Linked DNA regions of Gasterosteus aculeatus: region 2 is linked to region 1. Evidence: chromatin contacts called from public Hi-C data. All regions are on one chromosome and are shown on one strand. Each heading gives the region's core, a stretch centred on a gene start, on an enhancer-like site or on the middle of the called end of the contact. The rest is flanking DNA. Distances are from core to core; before and after follow the strand shown. Region 1 holds the start of trim32 (tripartite motif containing 32). Region 2 overlaps znf618 (zinc finger protein 618).

The links. A called contact is a pair of places that touch in the nucleus more often than the background predicts.
Region 2: a contact with region 1 is called in a Hi-C map of skeletal muscle, with 6 times the contacts expected there. The contact joins the enhancer-like site here to the promoter of trim32 in region 1. A contact is called at or near these places in 4 of 6 Hi-C or Micro-C datasets (skeletal muscle, tail fin and whole body).

The regions. Positions count from the first base shown.
Region 1 is chr14:6,411,979-6,416,092 of fGasAcu3.hap1.1, forward strand. It overlaps trim32 (tripartite motif containing 32), which reads right to left and starts at 1,942. Exons shown (of 2, transcript XM_040197295.2): 1 at 1,808-1,942; 2 at 1-1,127. The coding sequence starts at 1,114. All of the region lies in intron 16 of astn2 (astrotactin 2), which reads left to right.
Region 2 is chr14:6,531,485-6,535,598 of fGasAcu3.hap1.1, forward strand. znf618 (zinc finger protein 618) reads right to left here. Exons shown (of 15, transcript XM_078087729.1): 15 at 3,739-4,114. Among protein-coding and RNA genes, the nearest start is that of pappaa, 10 kb to the left of the region's middle. Within about 2 kb of position 1,952, at least 2 of the 9 cell types and tissues checked have open chromatin away from gene starts, as enhancers often do.

The sequences.
Region 1 (4,114 bases), core at 692-3,191:
CCCCGCCTGCATCCAGGGACTTTGACTTGAAGCTGCCTGGTGAGCCACAGGCCGCCTCCACTCCCGCTGCAAACATGCTAATGTCTTGGTAAAGATCCAATGGAGCCCCCCTTCCACCACTATGAAGCGCCGTGGCCCCGGCTAAACCCTCTACATCGCCCTCAAGCGCGATCTCCAACCCAGTCTCCTCATCCTCTGTGTTGACAGTATAAGTATTCGTGGTCACTTGGCCGACTTCTATTGGTTTCAAGTGCTTCGTTCGGACGAGACCCGGCTCCTGTAGCTGAAACATGGTGGGCAAGCCACCCCTCAGATCCAGCTCTTCGTTATCGCTGCCTTCGTCATCGTCCTTGAGCAGCGCGATGTCGCTCTGCCTCACCAGCATCGTCAGATAATCGCAACGTGACACGACTTTGACCTCTGCAATGTTGAGGAGATACGTCTGCTCCTCCAGCACCTGCCCGTTCAGCTTTTCCACTTCGGCCATGGACGCTTTGAACGCCCCTCGGGACCTGCCGAGCTCCTCTTGGAGACGATGCTCGGCCGACGCGTAGTCCTGCTGCACCGCCTGGTACTTGATTCTCAAGGTCTTTGAGAGGTTTTCAACAGCGGCCTTTTTCTTCTGAATTTCGCCCATGACGTCGCGCAGAGAAGCCAGCCTGCCACCCAGTTCTTTGCGGCGCTGTTCAGCCGCCTTCCGGATCGGCTGGACTGAGTGGCCCAGGTGCAGGTGGCCCTCGCCTTTGCAAAGCTCACACAGGACCGTGGCACAGTCGCGACAGTACTGTCGCGGCAGGCGGCTGCAGCAGGACTTGCACATCAGGGCGGCGGCGGCGGCACTGCAGGACGTGGTGCAATCCAGTATCTTGAGCACAGTGAGGTTGTCGGCCAGTTGGGAGATGCTGCTCATGCGGGACACCTTGCTGCAGAAGGGGCAGCGCACACCATTTATAGTACTGGCCAACAACTTTTCCAGACACTGCCGGCACACTGTGTGACCGCACTGCAGGAGCTTGGGCCTCATTTGATCCTGGTTGTAGGTCTCGAGGCATATGGGGCATTCAAGGACCTCCCTCATTAGATCTGGGTCCAGCGGGGAATATGCTGCCTCCATTATGGTCCTCTTCCTGGAGTTGGAACAAACAAAAAAAAAAAAAGAGGAGTTTTTGTAATATTTCAGCGTTCTGTGTGATATTTTACAAAGACTTTAAAAAGAAAACAAGAGAAATAATAATGTGTTCTGTTATATTTTTGATGAATCATACCCCTTTATGCAAGCAACAGTCATTTTATGTCCAGCTGGAAGTAGCACAGCAGATCAGCTGTTTTATTATTATTTATTTATATGTATTTTTTTTTAAGTCAAGCCTGTCGCTCTTTGTTTAACATGTGATCAATAACACCGAACGGGTGAAAAAAGGACACCATTAAGTGACAACGAACGTTAGTAACGCTGCCGTTCGGTGCACCAATGGCAGCCGAACAAAATGTTCATTTGTTGACATTTGTTATTGACACGCGAGCTGTCCACGCCACCAGTAACTAGGTCATGTGCAAGGGCACGAATGTAATCTCTTGATGCATACGAACAGGGTTGACCTTGCATTTCAGATTTACGGACGAATTATATTGACGAATTGAGAAGGAGAAAAAAAAGTGAATGGCAGGCCCCTCGACTAAGCAACCAACGTGAAGGCTATGAAACAACGCGACAACGTTATGACTGTGGTGCACGTGCACTTGACAATAAAACACGCGGTTCATTTTACTGCCTCTCTTGTTTTACACCTCGGCCTGTGGACGTTACCTGCTCTCCACACGTTAACGTTAGCTGTCTTGAAGTTCAGATGTTTCATGGGCGTGCTGTGGTCCTGCTGCAGCGGCTGCTGCTGCTGGTGTCAAACTGCAGTGTCGACCACGTGACGTACGCATTGCTACGTCAGACGCACGGCGCTGAGAGTGTCGTTTTGATTGGCTACTGTGCGGGTTTACAAAACCTCTCCCCAGGGTCCCAACGCCCGTCCTAGTTTAACGTCAAATATCAGGAGAATATTATTTTTTTTCTCCCTTTTTCTCAACAGTAAAATATTCACATAAAAAGAGAGCAAGGCAAAGTTTCATTCCAAATACCTTGTCATAATACTTTTCCTTGTAAGATGGAAATTTGTAAAATACGTCTTGAAGTATGATACAACTGGATGGAACGATTTTCGTGTTCAGCAGGAAGACATATCTTATTATCATACCATGCCATCTTTAAAATAAACACTCATATGATTACTTAACTTAACCTAACTTTGGGCGAATCATATCTCAAAGGTCCTTCTTTGTAGTCCATCTTCAGAGAAATTGTGGTTTCGCAGCTGCATCATAACTATGTAGTCTTTTGCTAACTCCTCATGAATTCTCCTAACCATCTTTCCTTGACCCCGTGACGTTTTCCACAAAAGTCAAGGAAAAGTGGTTAGGAATAGATGTTAGGAGGTCATTCTTTGACCATTCAGGTTTTTACTCAGTAATTATAGTTAGAGACCACTAGATGTCAGAGTAAGTCTTCGAGAAGATGTCTGTTCAAAACTGCTGCCACAAAGTGGTGTAGAGTTGATGTGTGAATTAGCACCATATGAGAAACTGCTTTTTGTTGGTTGGTCAAATTGAAAATACCATTTGATTGTCATTTATTGAATGTATTGTATTAATAGACCCGTGCCAAGTAACTGCTGTAAAACCATGTTTATTTGCAATAGCCCTTTGAAGACAAGACACAGCTCAAAGGGATCAGCATTGCAGAAGCATGTGTCACTTGCTTCACCAATAATTGTGCAGGGCCTTAAATAAATAAGAAGTAAGAGATGGTGTATCTGTTAAAAGCTGTGGTTTTAATAAAGCAAAACAATAATGACAACAGTAACCAAATCTAACAACAGCTGTATTGAATTGCCTGGCAAGACATGTGACACCTTTGCTGTTGTTGCCTGGGCAACATAACCCTGGCCAGAACGGATGTGTCCCTCATGAGTAATTATACTGCAACCAGTCTACAAAGACATTTTAATTAACAAAGGCAGTGCAGGATCAATGGCAAGAAAATTCACACATCTATCTCTTCACTATGTGTGATGACAGGCAAGTCAGCATCACATTCATTCCACGCTGCAAAGAATGTGTTAGTCGAATGACGGGCCACTCCCTTAACTGCACCGAAATACACGCCGTCCTGTTTAGTTCACCCTTGTGAAGGGTGTCATCGTTGGTTGGATGTCAGTAAGACTGTACATTACACAAATAGACATTGACATGAACAAAACACTTCAGATGGAAATTCTTACAGGAAAGTCTAATAAAAGACTCAGTATTAGGCGAAAAACTAATTTACACTGGTAGAAATACCCCACACTATTAATGTATGCTAATTATGCCAAGCAGGGTAAAAAGACATGTGACAGATATTTCATCAAATGCATTTTTCAACTGTATTGAGTTAAAGGGGGTTAGAGCGAATAAGACTGGCTAGCCAAAGCCAACCTGATCTAAAGTAATGTGAGAGCTGGGGGGACGACAGCTCGTTTCTATGTCTGTGTTGCATCAAGAAGTGCATGTAATTGGTGCTCTTGGTCCACTCGTTAAAGCCTGTTTACATACTGTTGCACATGCAGTTATCACCCACCCTTTTGACTGTCAGACTCACACACAGGTTGTAAGCAAAGACATACATAAATACACGTGTGTACACAATCAGTTCTCTCTCTCGCACACGTACACACACCAGGGATATAGCAACAATTAAGGATCATTTGGGGTCATGTCCGTGGAATTGTGTTCATCTTTCCAGACCTTTCACTGGACTCATAACCACAGTAACACCCCTCCCCCTATTATCTACAGACAATTATTTATTCTATGGCAGGGATTTGCTGCTACAGCTTGGTTGTTTTAGTCTGCCCATTAGCTCTGCAATCATCAATTTCTTTTGGTTTGAGTCCCAATGCTCCATTTGTAGACATTATTATGCACTTTTAATAGCAAGTTATTGTTTAAATAGCTCAGTAATCAGCTTGACTTTGTCTTTAATGTAACCATTACAAAGGACAAAGCTTTAATTTGCTAGAGCATG
Region 2 (4,114 bases), core at 702-3,201, 120 kb after region 1:
TTAAGTGAGGACATTTGGACTGCTGAGTTATTTTCTCCTATGGGTTGCCTCCACGTAAAAAAATAATTTTACAATTATAATTCACAAAAAAACCTCCTCGCCCACTTAAACAAACTCACAAAACATAAAAAAGGAATAAATATGGAATCAACTTTTTAATCGAGAAAAAGTGAAGTGACAGAGATAACGATTTTCAACAAACAAATTAAGAAGTTAGGAATCTTGCCAGGAAAAAAATCATTAAAAATCTGCGACGTCCAGTTCAAACGGACTGATCATGTGACTCTATCTAAGCAGGGGGTCACTGCCCGTGGCCAATAAATGTTGCAGCACAAAACACCCCATAAAATCCCAGCTTGTCACTGCAAATTAAAACGGCCTTTATACTGAGCTAAGCTAAAAGACTGCTGAATGTAGCTTCACATTCTACCGACACGATGACAATCTCCCCATCGAGGTCCCAACTAGAGGGTGAATTAGCACATTTCCAAAATAGTTTTAAAATGTGGCTGTTTATTTTTGGTGTTTCAAATACTCCATCCTCCAGTCTACACTTCATCCACCAAAAGAAAAACATATAAGAGAAAAGTGATTAAATATGTTCAGAATTTCCAGAATGAGAACTGTGATAGATTTAAAAAACATGACGTTAATATATTGTATAAAATACAGTGCTCTTTTGCCTGATAACAACTACATGATGTGGGTGACAAACTCCCGAAGCAGGGAGGAGAAACGGGAAATGAAATAACAAGCAGAACATGAACTGGATTTAAATTCACTATGTCACATGTACTTGCTGCATGTTTTAGCTTAGTGAGTCGTCAACGCAGCCCAAGGGACTGTGCCAAAAAACACATTCACATGTGCACACATTTAAAGCCCTCTGAGGTAAATTTGTTATTTGGGGCTACAGAAAATAAAGTTAATTGGATCGAATTGAATTTGCAGGAGAGAAGTTTCAAAAGGTGCAGCAGAGGGTGAACTGGGTGAACTGGGTGAAAACTGTGCAGACGCTACAAAAAGGGGAACGAAACAGGGTGAACAAAACACAGCAACAGAAGGAACCGATTTCATAATAAGCCAGGACAAAGGAGTTGATTACCTTCAACTTTTCACATTTTGCAATATTTCACAGCCAAATGTTACTTTTTCTTTGGTATGTGTAGTGTTACTTGTCGAGTACTCGGTTCTCTTGTTGCAAATTAATTGTAGAAAAAAGAGAAACATGTCAATGAAAAACCGTAACAAAAGGCAGAGTCATGACGGGAACACAACCACTGATGTACCCTGGCAAGAGCAATGCCTGTTAAGACCAGCGTCAGCAGTCCTCAATACGGCAGTTTAACAAAAGGGCAATGGCGTATTTGCACAGAACCAATAGGCCTGATTCACTCCACTCTAAACCGGTGGGCTTCACTGCGAGGCTCTAATATTCCAGACGGACGTTTGTCCTCCTCTTGTCATTGTCTTCAGCTGTCCTCAATTGCTTGGCCGGGCTGGCTTTGCTCCCCAGATCATGACGACGATTAATAAATAATAACGGTGAGATCAGGGGGACATCACTGACGGTCTATTTATAACCGACGAGCAAATTTAACCTTGACTATCTTCTTTTTTTTTTCCACAGTGACCACACTTGCCTTTCACATGCCCAGAGTCAAACGTCATGTTTTCACACCTCAGCGTCATCTCATAACTCTGACTTAGATATGAAATATTCAAATGCTGCTCTCTGCCCGCTGGAATCGGCAGTGAGATTCCTCATCACAAGCTGGACACACTGTGTTCTCTTTGTTTCGGGAGGGGTGGGGGGGAGGAAGTGGCCAGGACATGGGAGTCCGAAAACACCTGGACTCATCTGTTTGCAACATATTGTCTCCTAGGTTACTTTGGTCAGGGAGGAGGGGGGTATGATGCTTGTGCACGTGTATGCACGTGTGTCTGCGCAGGTGTGCAGAGGGATCCGAGCAGGCAGGCAGGCGCACCGGGTGCCTTTGAGGTCATGGGGCGAGGGTGGAGTGTTAGCGGGAACGACACCTGACAGCAACTTGGTGGAATGCGCCCTGGCAGTTCTGTACATTCACGTCACTACCGATAAAAGTCAGCAGGAGGAACCACAGCGCCGGTGCCACCGGTTCCTCCATACGGGGAGAGGAGGAGGAGGATGAGAACACTTCCGCCGGTCCTTGCCTGTCCCTCCAATGCTCAGTGAGCAGACGAGCCGGGACAGTTGCGGTGGCCATTGGTTGGGCAGGGGGGGGGGGGGGGGGGGGGGCGCGAAGGTGCCAACCTTGTCAATGCCAGAGGTGGGAGCAAAGCCACGTGGCACCACCCAGTTTGGAGGTTGGGAAACAAAACCTGGGTGCCTCTTATTTGGGTTGCGTAACAGACAAAGGCAAAAAAAGGAGGTGTGCAAGAACTTTGTGTGACGGTGAATGCTGCAGGACGGCCACATGCGTCTCGGTGGGGTTTTGGCGCGTGGAAGAGTCGACATGAACACCAAACAGCAGCGATGTGCCGGTGCAGTGCTGCAGAGCAGCTCGGTGATTCATGGCTATCGACTTTTCCTCAGGTCCTCTGGATCAATTCCACCGTCAAAATAAGAAACAAATCCCTGAGAATGATTTGATCATTAATGGTTTGGGCCAATCTTTAAGCATCTTGGTGTCGTAAAGGATGATACTCACCTGGGTAACAACAATCTGTCTGTTTCCAGCATCAAACAATACTGAGAAACATGAAGCCATACCAATTTACTCAAGGTTAAATTGTGCTTTCAAATAAACATCCACTTTTGAGGCCTTAGCTTGTAGTGTTTTACCGGATGCATCATAGCACATTGGTGATGCTTCCATTGGGTCCGCTCTGCGGCTGATAGAAGGCCAGAGACTGCCACCTAGTGCTCACAGAGGGAACCTTTTTCACATTTAGCTGCATTCATCACACTCCTAGTGCAGTCAAAGCTTTAAGTCGTCATTTTAAAAATTGCACAATGGCAAAGGGTCCGTGGCCTGCGGGGAACGCTCCCGCTTACTTTTCTTGAGAAAGCACATATCTGCAACTTTTCCCACATTGCGCTTTCTACCTTTGTGAAAATGAGGGCATCGCTTGGTGCTGTAACCAAAAGAATAAACCAAGCATCTATGGTGACATGTAGTAGCATTGAGGTGTGGGTGACCGGAGGAGGTGGTATTGTCTGTGCGTGTGGTAAGCGGGTGGGGGGGGGGGGGGGGGGGGGGGGGTCAGTGGACAAAGAGTGGGGGGAGGCCAACTTGGGCGTATGTGCTGCAAATTAGGCTTCGGTTGGCAGCCCTTGTGTCGGGGGACACGGGGCGGAGCAGAGTGCGGGTGTTTCTGACCCGGGGGGGCGACTGCTGACCCGGGTGCGAAAGGAGGGAGAAAGACAGCAGGCTGTGACAAAAACTTGCTGGCGCTTTCCCCTCTTCCTGTCGGGGGGCCCTGGGGAACCGTTGCACGCACCTCTAAAGCAGCCTCTTATGTAAAAGGGGAAAGAGGCCTTCATATAAAACACAGGAGCAGCTTTTACAATCATGTTACGTGTCTTTATCTCATCTTAAAATGCGAAAGAGTGAAACTACTTTTTATTTATAAAAACAGGACTCCGAGCGATGGAATTTCTTCATAGACTACAGGTCCTTCCGGTTTGTTTTTGCTTTCTCTGAAAGCGCGCGCACACACACACACACACACACACACACACACACACACGAGCGCTGCTGACACAGATTTGGAGTTTATTCACACATCACATACTACAGTGGGTAATGTATTCAAGAAACACTGAACAGCGCTGCCACATATGACACAGGAACAACAAAAAGGGAAAAGGGAAAAGAGAAAAAAGAAAACACTGAACCCTTTCTTCTCCATTTTATAAAAATAGCGTTGCTACAAAAGTATAAATTAGGCTTACTAATAAGACAACTCAGATCTGAAGCTACACAGGTATCTGCTCTCAAAGTGCATTAAAAACAGAATAGACGCAACCCATTTTTGCATTTAAGCAGAGTATAAAAAGAATAGCCTGTAAAATAGGGTGAAAGCAACACTAATTTCTTAACCTGAATTGATAATACAGAGTATAATCCAT